2 separate regions of the Rattus norvegicus genome follow, and region 1 is linked to region 2. Evidence: chromatin contacts called from public Hi-C data. All regions are on one chromosome and are shown on one strand. The core of a region is the stretch at or near the end of the contact, and the rest is flanking DNA. Distances in the headings are between cores, read along the strand shown.

Evidence for each region. Hi-C and Micro-C count contacts between places; a contact is called where the count stands out from the background.
Region 1: a Hi-C map of Schwann cells shows a contact between it and region 2, with 4 times the contacts expected there. The contact joins the promoter of Insyn1 here to the enhancer-like site in region 2. A contact is called at or near these places in 3 of 12 Hi-C or Micro-C datasets (the A7r5 cell line, Schwann cells and frontal cortex).

The regions. Positions count from the first base shown.
Region 1 is chr8:67,796,422-67,801,672 of GRCr8, reverse strand. It overlaps Insyn1 (inhibitory synaptic factor 1), which reads right to left and starts at 1,684. Exons shown (of 3, transcript NM_001113791.1): 1 at 1,665-1,684; 2 at 531-1,251. The coding sequence starts at 686.
Region 2 is chr8:67,627,209-67,633,294 of GRCr8, reverse strand. No RefSeq gene overlaps it. Among named protein-coding and RNA genes, the nearest start is that of Loxl1, 18 kb to the right of the region's middle. Within about 2 kb of position 3,989, at least 4 of the 93 cell types and tissues checked have an H3K27ac peak or open chromatin away from gene starts, as enhancers often do. A contact at or near this core is called in Schwann cells, where this site is marked.

The sequences.
Region 1 (5,251 bases), core at 435-2,934, 170 kb before region 2:
TGGCCACCTTTTGACCCCAGGGCAGGGAGGCTGCAGCTGGTTTTAACTCCTCTCTGCCTTTGGAAATAAGAGTTTGGAATATCTGATCCCTGAAGTAAATCTTTTTGAGCTAGGCCCCAAGCAGTGAGGATTGACTAACAGAGCCATCCACTCTCCTAGAGTCCTTGCTCAGAGTCCAGGAGGCAAACAGTGGGGTCAAGGGGCAGCTTGGGTTTCAGAAGAATGTGTCCCATTAAGAATGGAGTAGGGCAGATTTAGTCCTCATTGAGCACCCTGAGTGCTAACCATAAAGATAGGCTCACTGATAGCTGCTCAGACATTCTCTGCCACACCAAGGCCCCATTACTAGCTCCAGGGATAGGGATTTTAAGCAAAACAGATTTGAGGCAAGGAGAATGGAAAGGGTGGTCCTCAGCGGAACAGCCCATGTGCACATAGCATTGCACACTCAAACACAGGTAAATGCTTTACTGCTGAGCCCAGCCAGGAAGGGTGAGGGTCTGTGTGGCCCCTGTTGGCCTCTCACTCACCTCCCTCAGCTCCTTAGCCACTTCTTTGAGTTCCCTCAGGATGCCTTCAAGTTGCCCGATGACCATCTTCATGCGCTGTCGAATCCGCTCTCTTTCTCCACCACTGTTGGGGTCGTCACTGGGCTGCCCGAGGTCCGGGGCACCCCGAATGTTCATCCTTCACCACGTGGCCGCAAGCCTGCCCATACTCGCCCCAGCGGGGCACACACTTCGTCTGCCTCCACGGAGCCCCCCTCGGACGGGCAGAGCTCCACATCTTAACGGCCCCCCAGCCTACCCTGGCCTTGGGCGGCCCTCACCCAGCCCCTGCTGCCTGCCACTCCACCTACTCGCCTCTGGGTGGGGGATGGAGCACCCAGAGGGAGACAGAATCTGACGGGGGTGGGGGGGTCAAGGTGAGGACACAGGAGGGCAAGGGGAGGGGCCTTGGGCCCAAGAACAGCTTCCAGGACTTGAAGTGCCAATGGTGTACAGAGCTGATCTTTGCCTGAATCTGGATGCGGAGGCAGGGGGATGATTCTGCAAGGACTAAGGGTAAGAGATGCCCTTGGGATGGGGGAAGGCAGCAATCCCCTCGCAACTCCTAGGCAGTTACAAAGGCAGAGGTCTTTAGATGCAGCCGAACCAGCAGAGGGACGGTGATCAGGGTCTTCCAGATGTGGAGGGGGCTCCAGATGTGAACAGCGCTGGAGAGGGAACTGGATTGGAGGAGGGCAGCCCCCTGCAGAAAGAGCGAGCCTGGCGTCAGCTCTCCCAGGCTGCTGCACCAGCCTGCTGCTGCTGCCTCCCTCTTCTCCCTGCCTGCACCCTCCTTCCTAGCTGGAGATTTATTTATTTATTTTGTTTGTGGGGAGGGGTGGTGGAGGCAGATGGTTTTCAGCATGCCCCTCATCTACAGGAAGAGTGGAGGAGCCCCTGTTTTAGAGGCATGAGTCCTCAGCCTCCTCTGGGGCACTCTAGCCGTGCCCCCCCCCCCCCGTCCCCAGGCACCAACCAAGCTTGGCCAGACAGGTTCAGCACAGGGCCTCTCCAGTTCTTCACCCTTCTTTCAATGACCACAGGGTGCCCTCCTACCCAGAGGACCCTTCCTCTCCCAGCCCCGCCTTCCCTCCGAAGCCGAACTCCCCTACTCACCGAGGGTTGGGGCAGAGGCCTTTCCTCTAAGCAATGTCGGGGGCCGAGCCCCAAGACGAGATTGGGGGGCCCCCAAGGCTCCCTAGGGCGGGCTTCTCTTTCTGGACCCTTCGGCTCCTGGCCTCAGGAAGGTCCTCCGATCGGTGACCGGAGACATCTGGGCGGTGGGAGGGGGCGGGGCCTCCGCGCTCCCGGGAAGGGGGCGAAAAAAAAATCTCCCCACCACGCTGGCCAGGCTCCGGGTCGCGAGGGTCCGGCGAGCTCGGGGGCCCCGAGGCCACAGGTGACCCGAGCCGAGGTAACACCAGTCCGGTCCAGGCGACTGAGTCAAAGTCGGAGGGCTGGGGAGGGCGCCGGGATCCCCTCAGCCCACGCCCGGCATTCCCCGGGCTCCACTGGGTTCGCGATTCTCTCTGTCCATTCCAGATCGTCAGGTCTGAGCCCCTCCGGGGTCTGTCCTGCCCCTGCCTTGCTCTGCCCTTCCCGAGCTGGCACTACTAGGCGTCCGGAGTGCACTCAGCCGGGACCCAGAATGTCGGTGCTCCCGCCGGGGTGGCGTCTGGAGCGGCCGTAGAAACCGCTCAGCTCAGCCCGGCAGTCGGCTCCATCAACGTTGGGAAAAGTCCGATTTCTTCGAGTCTCGGGGGAGGGGCCGCGGCCGTGGCCTGGGGGACCGGGTGTCGAACACGGTGGAGATGAGAGCACGAGGTGGGGGGCGGGGGAAGATTAGCACGGCGGGGCTGAGCAGAGGAAGGAAAGGAAAGCAGAAGGGGGCGAGCGAGACGCCAGGGAGGCGATGGAGGAGGCGCGCCGGGCCGGGCCAGGCACACCAGGCGCGCAGCCTCCGCTCGGCTCCACCGCCTCCAGCGCGCTCGCTCACGGCTCCGCGCCTCGCGGCCCGGGGCGCCGAGTGGCTGCCGATGGGGCAAACGAGGCACCGGGGCTGCTCCGGCCTCTCTGCCCAGCCGCTTCGCCCTCGCTCTGCCCTGGCCGTCCGGCTCGGCGGGCCTGGCCTGCTTACCCCGAGCGCCGCCGCGCCCCGCCGGACTGGCCGCCCGGCCGGGCGCAGGCTCCCTCAAAGGCCGCCGGGCTCTCGCGGCTCCGCTCGCCTCGGCGCTGGCAGGGAAGGGGCCGGCCCCGCGCGCCGGGAGGGAGCTTTTAAAGTGACACACACGCCTCCCAGTGCCCGGAGCGGAGCGCGCGAGCCGGGGGGTCTCGCCACCCTAGGGAGCGGGTTGGACTGGACGCCAGCAGGGCTGGAGGAGAGCTAGCCGGCCGTTGCCTGCCGCCCGCTGCACCGGGTGCACAGAGGCCCGGACTTGACTCCAAGTTCCTTCACCTCCTTTTACACAATCCCTTGACCCTCCTCCCCTCACTGTGGTGTGCCCCGGGGTTCCCCTTCTGGCTGTTACCCTCCTCTGCCATCATACCTCAAACTGCCCCAAATCTTGTGTCAGTTCAGTAAAAAGAACACAGCCAACCTTTACTGAACACCTATTGTGTGCCATGCTCAGGATGAGAAGGGCTTGGTGAATACTGGGCTGTTTCTCAGAAGGTTCTGTTCCCCTAGTTCTTCATCTAAGTTTTAAACATCTTTCTTTCTTTCTCTCTTTCTTTCTTTCTTTCTTTCTTTCTTTCTTTCTTTCTTTCTTTCTCCCTTTCTTTCTCCCTTTCTCCCTTTCTTTCTTTCTTTCTTTCTTTCTTTCTTTCTTTCTTTCTTTCTTTCTTTCTTTCTTTCTTTCTTTCTTTCTGGCTCTGTTGAGTAAAAATCGAGGAAAAGTTCCCCATAAGGACATTCTTGAGCAAACTGAAGGGTGGTGCACACAGTTCTAGGAGCTTTGGTAACCTGGCAGGTATGACAAGGATTCCCTCCATCCCCCAATGTTCTTCCCAGGAATTTAACCCTTGAGCTGAATCTTAACTGAGAAGTGGGAGTCCGGGTGACTGCCCTGGGGAAGGGAGGAATCAGCTTTCTAAGAGGGAAGGAAGATGGGTGAAGGAAATTCTCAGGAGAAGATGTGGGAGGTGGGGTGGGACAAGTTTCAGTCAAAGTGGCTCTGTTGATAACATTGGGAAGTCTGTATGAAGTGAAATAGAGGAAGACTGGATTAGGAAACAGGAGGCCAAGGCTAGAACCTCGGGATTTAGACAGTGGTGATGGAACACATCCCTTTAATCCCAGCACTTGGGAGACAGAGGTAGGTGGATCTCTGTGAGCTTGAGGCCAGCCAGGTCTGCTACAGCCTGAGAGCTATTACACAGAGAAACCCTGTCTTAGAAAACAGACAAAACAAAGAAAGCAGCCTGGAATTTCTTTGGCAGAAGGGGCCTGTGCGGTTGGGGGAAAGTCAGGTGCTATCTGCCCTTCTAAGAGACCTCACTAAACTCCCAAAAGTACATGGTGGGTTTGAGGAGGCCACAAGCCAGGTGCTCCATTAGGAGGTCCTTCTAGGATTTGAGCTGAGGGAGGCCAGCAACAGGATGTGGAGGAAGGGGTGCTCTCTTGGTGAAATCACTTGGTGATTTCCTGAGAGACTCTGAGAGAGCTAGGAGGAGGCAGACTTGTGCTTCTGGTTTATAGCTTGTTAGGCTGAGTAAATGGTTGTGCGCATCTGAGCCGTCTGGGGTGAAGAGCAGAAGTTTGGAACCTTAGAGAGAATCAGAAGGAAAATAGATCCCTGTTCATAGAAGGGCTGCGGCTTGACAGTGGTGGACTTATGGTGGCTGCTTTGGCTCATTCTCAGAGAAGATGAGATATTAAGCAGGTTAGCTGTGCAGAAGTAACATTAGCAGCATCAGGACCAGGCTGGCTGCCTAGAAGACTCTAGGACTGAGATGGGGAGGGAGTATTCAAAGAGGTAGGAGTAGAGCCCAGGGAGTGGAGCCCAGGGAGTGGAGTTGTGGGTCTGACATAGAGAGGCTTGTCTCAGTGGTGTCAAAGGCTGCTCATGAGAGAAGGGAAGCAGAGTGTTCAGGTGACCTTCACACTTAGGAGGCCATTAGTGACTGACAGGGACAGTGTTCTGTGTGTGTAGGTAGGTGAGAGGGAGTGACAGGAGCCACATTGTTAGGCATTTAGGACTGAATGGCTGGCGAGGAAGACATTCCAAAAGCTGGGCAGACAGGAAGTGGAGCTCCTGAACACAGAGGTAGGGAGGGCTGGAGACTTGGAGCCAGATGCAATTTTAAGGTGGCCTAAGGGGTTCTGGATTCAGGACAGTGAGAGTGATGAAGGTATCAATAGTTTCAGTTGGCCTCTGCGTCCTCTCAGAGGTTATATTCCCAGGGTCTTCGACAGCTACTGGGGAGTTCCTCCTCTTGCTGCCTTTTGAGGGGACCTAGATGCCTGAACCGGGGACAGGTTCACCTGAGGAGGTAACTCCAGAGATCCCACCAATCGCTTGGCTTGAACTTGTGGTAAAGTGCACATGGTAGCACACGCGCCATTTTATCTAGAGTCTCTAGTTCTGTGGCACTAGGTACATTGCCTGGAAGTCACAGAGTCCCATCCCTGCTTCTGCAGAAGCGATGGTGCTGGGGGACAGCCAGCAGCAGGCATGGACTAAGCCCAAAAGAGTGAAAGGAGG
Region 2 (6,086 bases), core at 2,740-5,239:
CTGACTGAAACAGATGCAGAGACCCACAGCCAAACATTAATGGAGCTCTGGAAGTCTTGTGGAAAAAGTTGGGGGAAGGATTGAGGAACCTAGAGGGATACAGACTCCACAAGAAGACCAATGGAGTCAACTAACCTGGACCCTTGGGGGCTCTCAGAGACTGAACCACTAACCATAGAGCATACAAGGGTTGGGTTTAGGTCCCCTGCACATATGTATAGCAGATGTGCAGCTTGGTCTTCATGCTGGCCTCCCAACAACTAGAACAGGGGCTGTCCCTGACTCTGTGGCCTATCTGTAGATCCTGTTCCCTAACTGGGCTGGTTTGTCTGGCTTCGGTGGGAGACCAGGATTTACTTACTCCTGAAGTGACTTGAGGTGCCAGGGTGGGTTGGTACGCAGGGGGGATGTCCCCCTTCTCGGTAAAGGTAAAGGGGGAAGGACCATGTGAAGGGGACTGGGAAGGGGGCTGCTATTGGAATGTAAAGTGAATGAATAAACGAACAAACAGGAACAAAACCTGATATTCTACTGTGTGCTCAACTTGTTTGTTTAACCTGCCTTTAAGAAAAGAATGCAGCAACCAATGTTACTTGCCTTGCATTTTCCATGTAATAAACTATTCCAACCTAAGCCAATGCACAGGTTAATCTTAAGTTATTATGTACTCTTCCATTCCCTGACACAAGAGTAAAACATGTGTGTTTGCATGTTGTTTGTGTGTGTGTGTGTCATGGTAATCATTTGCTGGAAAGAACAAGTTGGCTGAAAATGAACATCCACCATAAATGTTGGAAGCGGCATTCTGGTATTGCTTGATAGTGTTTGTTTGTTTGTTATCTTGGCCATTTGGGGTCAGTTGGAGTCAGTTACTTAATCCCTTGTAAAACTCTGTTAGAAATTTCTGGAAAGTATCCCTCATTCCTTCCCTATGTGATGCTTTCTGTGCTGTTTAATAAAAGAGAGCGTAAAGGTCTTTGTGAAGGACAGACACACAAGAACACATAAACACAGACAAAGGGACAGAATCACCAGACAGCTTCAAGTAGGTACAATTCAAGAGCCAGACAAATAAACAGAGGAGGACAGAAGACAAGGGAGAGGAGTGGTGAATTCAAATATGGGCTTATCCTTGGTTAAATGCCATAAGAGAACGTGTTTTGATTTCTTTCATTAATGTGACACTCACTACTCTGTTGCTGTGAAAAGATATCATGATCAAGGCAACTCATAAAAAAAGAAAAAAAGAAAGCATTTCATTGGAGACTTGCTTACAATTTCAGAGGGTTAGTTCCTGATCACCTTGGTGGGAAGTGTGGCAGCAGGCAGGGATGGTCTGGAGAAGTAGCTGAGATTTTTACATCCTGATCTACAGGCAGGAGAGGGGGAAGGGTAAAGGGAGGGTCGGGTCACAGACAGAGACAGAGACAGACAGATACAGAGACAGACAGAGAGACAGAAAGACAGATACTGGGCCTGGTAAGCCCATCTCTGTGACAAGGTCATACCCACCAACCCTTCCCAAACAGTTCCGCTACCGAGAGACCAAATGTTTAAATATATAAGCCTATTAGGGCCATGCTCATTCAAGCCATCACATACAGAGATGCATTATTAGTGACTTTGAGTTTATTATTAATGCTTTCAACCTGATGCAGAGAAGGAGATTCTAGAGATGACATATAAAAGGAGAAACAGTGAGCAACTGGAAACCTGGGCTTGATTCAGCCAAGGGACCATGCTCAAAAAGCCCATGAACTCACTGGTGGGTACTATGTAAATGACCCTTAAAAAGTTATGCAGCCCCTGCCCTGGCTTTCTAAGAGCCAGGGAGCATAAGCCAGGTCTCACACACCTCCAAGCTCCTCTATATTTCTCCCTTAGACACTACCTCCTTTCCTGTAACTATCCATGTGTCTCTTGCACACTCTAGCAGCTGCCCTCTGGACTCAAATCTCCTGTAACAAGAGGAGGACCCAGGAGAAAAGAAATCCAGATGAGGGGTGGAAGGAAACACTTAGGAAAAATATCTGAGAAGGATTTCAGGTCCTCCAGAACCAAAGCTGCTGGCCTTCTCCTCCATGTCTTCTAGGGGATAGACTGTGGAAGGGAGAGAAGTGATGGCTTGGAAAGCAGGATAAGGGACCAGCCTCACAAGTTACATGGGGAGAGACAAAGCCTACTGAGGAGGAAATGACTAGAGTTGGGGGAAACCACAGAGCCCAATGGGAGAGAAGGCTACTCTTGGTTCTCTGTTGCCCAGGTAAGTTCCTGATTGGGTCAATGAACCGCTGTTGATATAGAGCAAGTGTCTTGCTCTCCACTTGTGAGGTAGGATATTCTGGCCCACAAGAGGGGAAACTGATCAGAGAAACAAATTTAACTCTGAGCCTCCTTGGGAGTATGCTTGTAGTGCTGAGAAATCACTCCTGTGTCCTAACTATGTTAAACTACAGGGTCATGGAGCCCATCATACACCAATGTCAGACATGTGGAGAAGAGACCCTCAGACCTAGAAGAGGCTCACCTGTCTCACTAGCCTGGTGACATGAGCAGGTATGTCCCTCCTTCATCAAGAGGTCTCTGCCCATTAGTGTTCCATGCAGAGGTGGCAGCAGAGACAGAACTCTGGGAGTGAGGGCCTCAACCACTCAACCAGGAAGCAGACAACTGGGTCTCATTCCCTCTCTCTACCCTTCTGTCTGTTGGCCTATCTATCTATCCATCCATCAATCTACCTATAATCTATCTATCTATCTATCTATCTATCTATCTATCTATCTATCTACCTATAATCTATCTATCCATCTATCTATCTATCCATCCATCAATCTACCTATAATCTATCTATCTATCTATCTATCTATCTATCTATCTATCTATCTATCTCCTCCTCCTCCCTTTTACTCCTCTTTATCTCTCTCTGTTCCTCTCCCTCCCTACCAGCTAACTAGCCCGCAGCAAACAGCTAAATATAGTCCCTTATTCTTTCACTCCTAGGAACTGTCCATCAACATTAATTTCTCAGCTCAGTCATTCTAGCCACAAGCAGCTGCTGCTCCTGGAATGCTCTGAGCTGAACTCAGGCCATCTTTGCTGGGGTGGAGAAAGCACATCTTGAAAGGGCAGCTTTCGGGAGTGTGAAACCGCATGGATTTTGGAACCAGAGACTAGAGTTTGAGTTTTGGTGTTTCTATTTCCAGCTGGTCAACCTTAGGCGAGCTTTATTGGCTTCATTCCATGGTGGGCTCATAAGATTGTTAGGATGGTCAATCATGATCATAGATACAGAGCTTCTAGTCGAGCCTTGGGCATGGATGGATAGCTGTTTGTCCCCTGGCCTTTATGGCTCAGAATCTAGAATTGGGATGACTAAGGCAGCTTCGCTGAGATCAGAGATCAGGTATACACATACTATCTGTCCCTGACTTTCCTCTTTGACACTATGTGGCTGTCATATGTGCATCCTGGGGAGCCAGATTACTGTCCCTCACTGCTACTCTCTCCCCATCACCTACACACATATGAAGTTAAGCAAACTCAGAGATGGATAGTTGGAACATGCAACATACAAACGCCCACCATGCCCTTTCACATACAAGCATTCCCAGATACTCACCGACACAGAGGCCCAGGTACATCCAGCTATGCAAACCAGCGCACATAGACGCACACCTGAAGCATGCCAGAACGGATACAAATGAGGCCACTGACAATCTATGTGGCCTCACAGAGACACAAACTACTGCAAGCACACACAGGAAGCCATGTACGTGTGTGAGAATGCAAGCATATCGGCTGACTCTGTGTGCAGGTGTACCACCCCACTGGATGACAGAAGCCTAAGGCCTGGATGCTTACCTGCATGGAACACAGAGCCCTAGCATGGATGTCTGAAACACAGAGCCATTGCCTGGGTCCTACTCTCCAGGCCTGAGCCAGGCTTGGGCTCTGGCGTGTAAAGAGACTTTGGCGTCCTCTGCTGACGACAGTGTTGCCTGCAGCCTGCATCAGCCTTGGGGAGAAAAAAAACGGAGACTGCAGCTAGAGTAGGAAGAGAGAAAACAGAAAGAAGGTGAGGAGTGAGGAGAGGAGAGATGAGAACCAGGCAATGTTCTGCTGCTGCAGCCACTAGGATTAAGATCTACTTACAGCCATCAACTGCCGAGACTTCTGGGTGACATACTGGGCAGTGTGACAGACAGGCTTCGGGAAGGATCTCTGGCTGCAAATGAAGCTGTGCCCTGAGCCAGCACCTTTTTACTTCCTCCAGAAAAGCCTGGTCGGACTGTCAGTCCTGATGAAGCAAGGAGCCAGACAGACACAGGGACGGCACCCTCGCTGCCCACCATGAGCTTCCTGACTGTGGCTTCATCTTCACTGATCAGGAAACACGTAGTTGCTATGAGTGTAAAGTAACAGCAGCTGTTCTACTGTAAGTGGGGATATTATTAAGGTCATGGCCTTGGCCATGGGCTTCACACAAGGTGAAGGGTGGAGCTTTGTCCCAGGCCTTGCAGGTGCCATGACACCCTGGGAGGAGAGTGACAGGTGAGGTGGACAGTGTCACATTTCTGCAGAAGGCTACAGTGTCACACTGATAGAATTCGTCAAGAAGCACCAGTCATGGCTGGCTAACCTGGCTTCTGCGGGGCTTCCCTCTTGCTAAGGTGGTGGTGAAGAGGCCCTTCTTTGCCTTGGCAGGACTTACAAGTTACTTGGAAACAGCCAGTGGTCAGTCCTGTGGACGAACACACTCTGTAAAGAAAGGCAGCCAAAAACAAAATCAAGAAGCTGACAGGATATGCTCAGTTCCCCTGGTCTTTCTTCCTGAGTGATGGGGGTTCAGATGACACCTGACATTGTGGCTGCATCCCACGACTCTGTTTTCACCTTCAACTATTGCAACAGTCCCCTCTCAATCCCCAGGTCTCCTGTTGATCTCCTACCAGTGTCACAGTGTCCCAGACACTGCCTTAGTCACTCTTCTATTGCTGGGAAGAGGCTCCATGACCAAGGCAACTCTTAGAGAGGAAAACATTTAATTGCGGCTGCCTTACACTTTCAGAGGTTTAGTTCATTATCATCATGGCAGGGAACATGGCAGCAATCTACATCCTAATCTGAAGGCGGGGGGGGGAGGGGGAGGGGGAGAGGGAGGGAGGAAGGGGAGGGAGGAGGGGGAGGGGGAGAAGGAGGGGGAGAGGGAGAGAGAGAGAGAAGGGGAAGGAGAGGGAGAGGGAGAGGGAGAAGGAAAGGGAGAGGGAGAGGGAGAGGGAGAGGGAAAGAGACACACTGACCTGTGTGTGAGCTTTTGAAACCTCAGTGACACATTTCCTCCAATAAGGCTACACCTCCTGATTTTTAAAAATCCTCTTCAAATAGTATCACTCACTATCAATAGTAATCAAATATATGAGCAGGTGGGAGCCATTGTTATTCAAACCACAACCTGTACCTTCATTCATGCTGGAGCTGGTACCCGGCCCCTGCCCTGGCTGAACAGCCCAGAGTCATGGCATCCAGATCTAGCTCTTCCTTCCTCTCCTTCTTCTAGGCTTCTCTGAGATTGGGGAGGAAACAGAAGCCACATGACTGTCTTGTCTTGGGTAGAGGGTCCCTGCTTCTCTGGCTGCTTCCCTCTCTGCTCTCTGCTCTGTGACTTGTGATTTTCATGGAGGACCCACAAGGGAGGCCCCAGGACGAGGACATCGCTGTCAGCTCCAGTCAACTACTTCACCCACAATCTCTCCCCTATTTCTTCTTTCCTCTGTTCAGCAAGCTCAGAGGTATAACCCCAAGCCCCTAATTTAGTAGCCCTACCCAGGGAATGAGAAATCTGTGTCTCCTTATAGGAAATGCCCTGTGACAGGGAGCCAGTCCTACTCACACAGCAAGGGGAGCAAATGGCCACCCAAGCCCTGTTCTGCACTCTCCATATGTAAATAGTAAATACCGTTAACTAACTGCTTACTAATGTTAAGTACTGTAAAATACTGTCAGCCTGTGTCCCATGCCTGCTCTCATCCTTGTGCTTTCAGAAGTGGAACCAGGGGACACTCCAGTAGTTGGTAGGTGACTCTGAA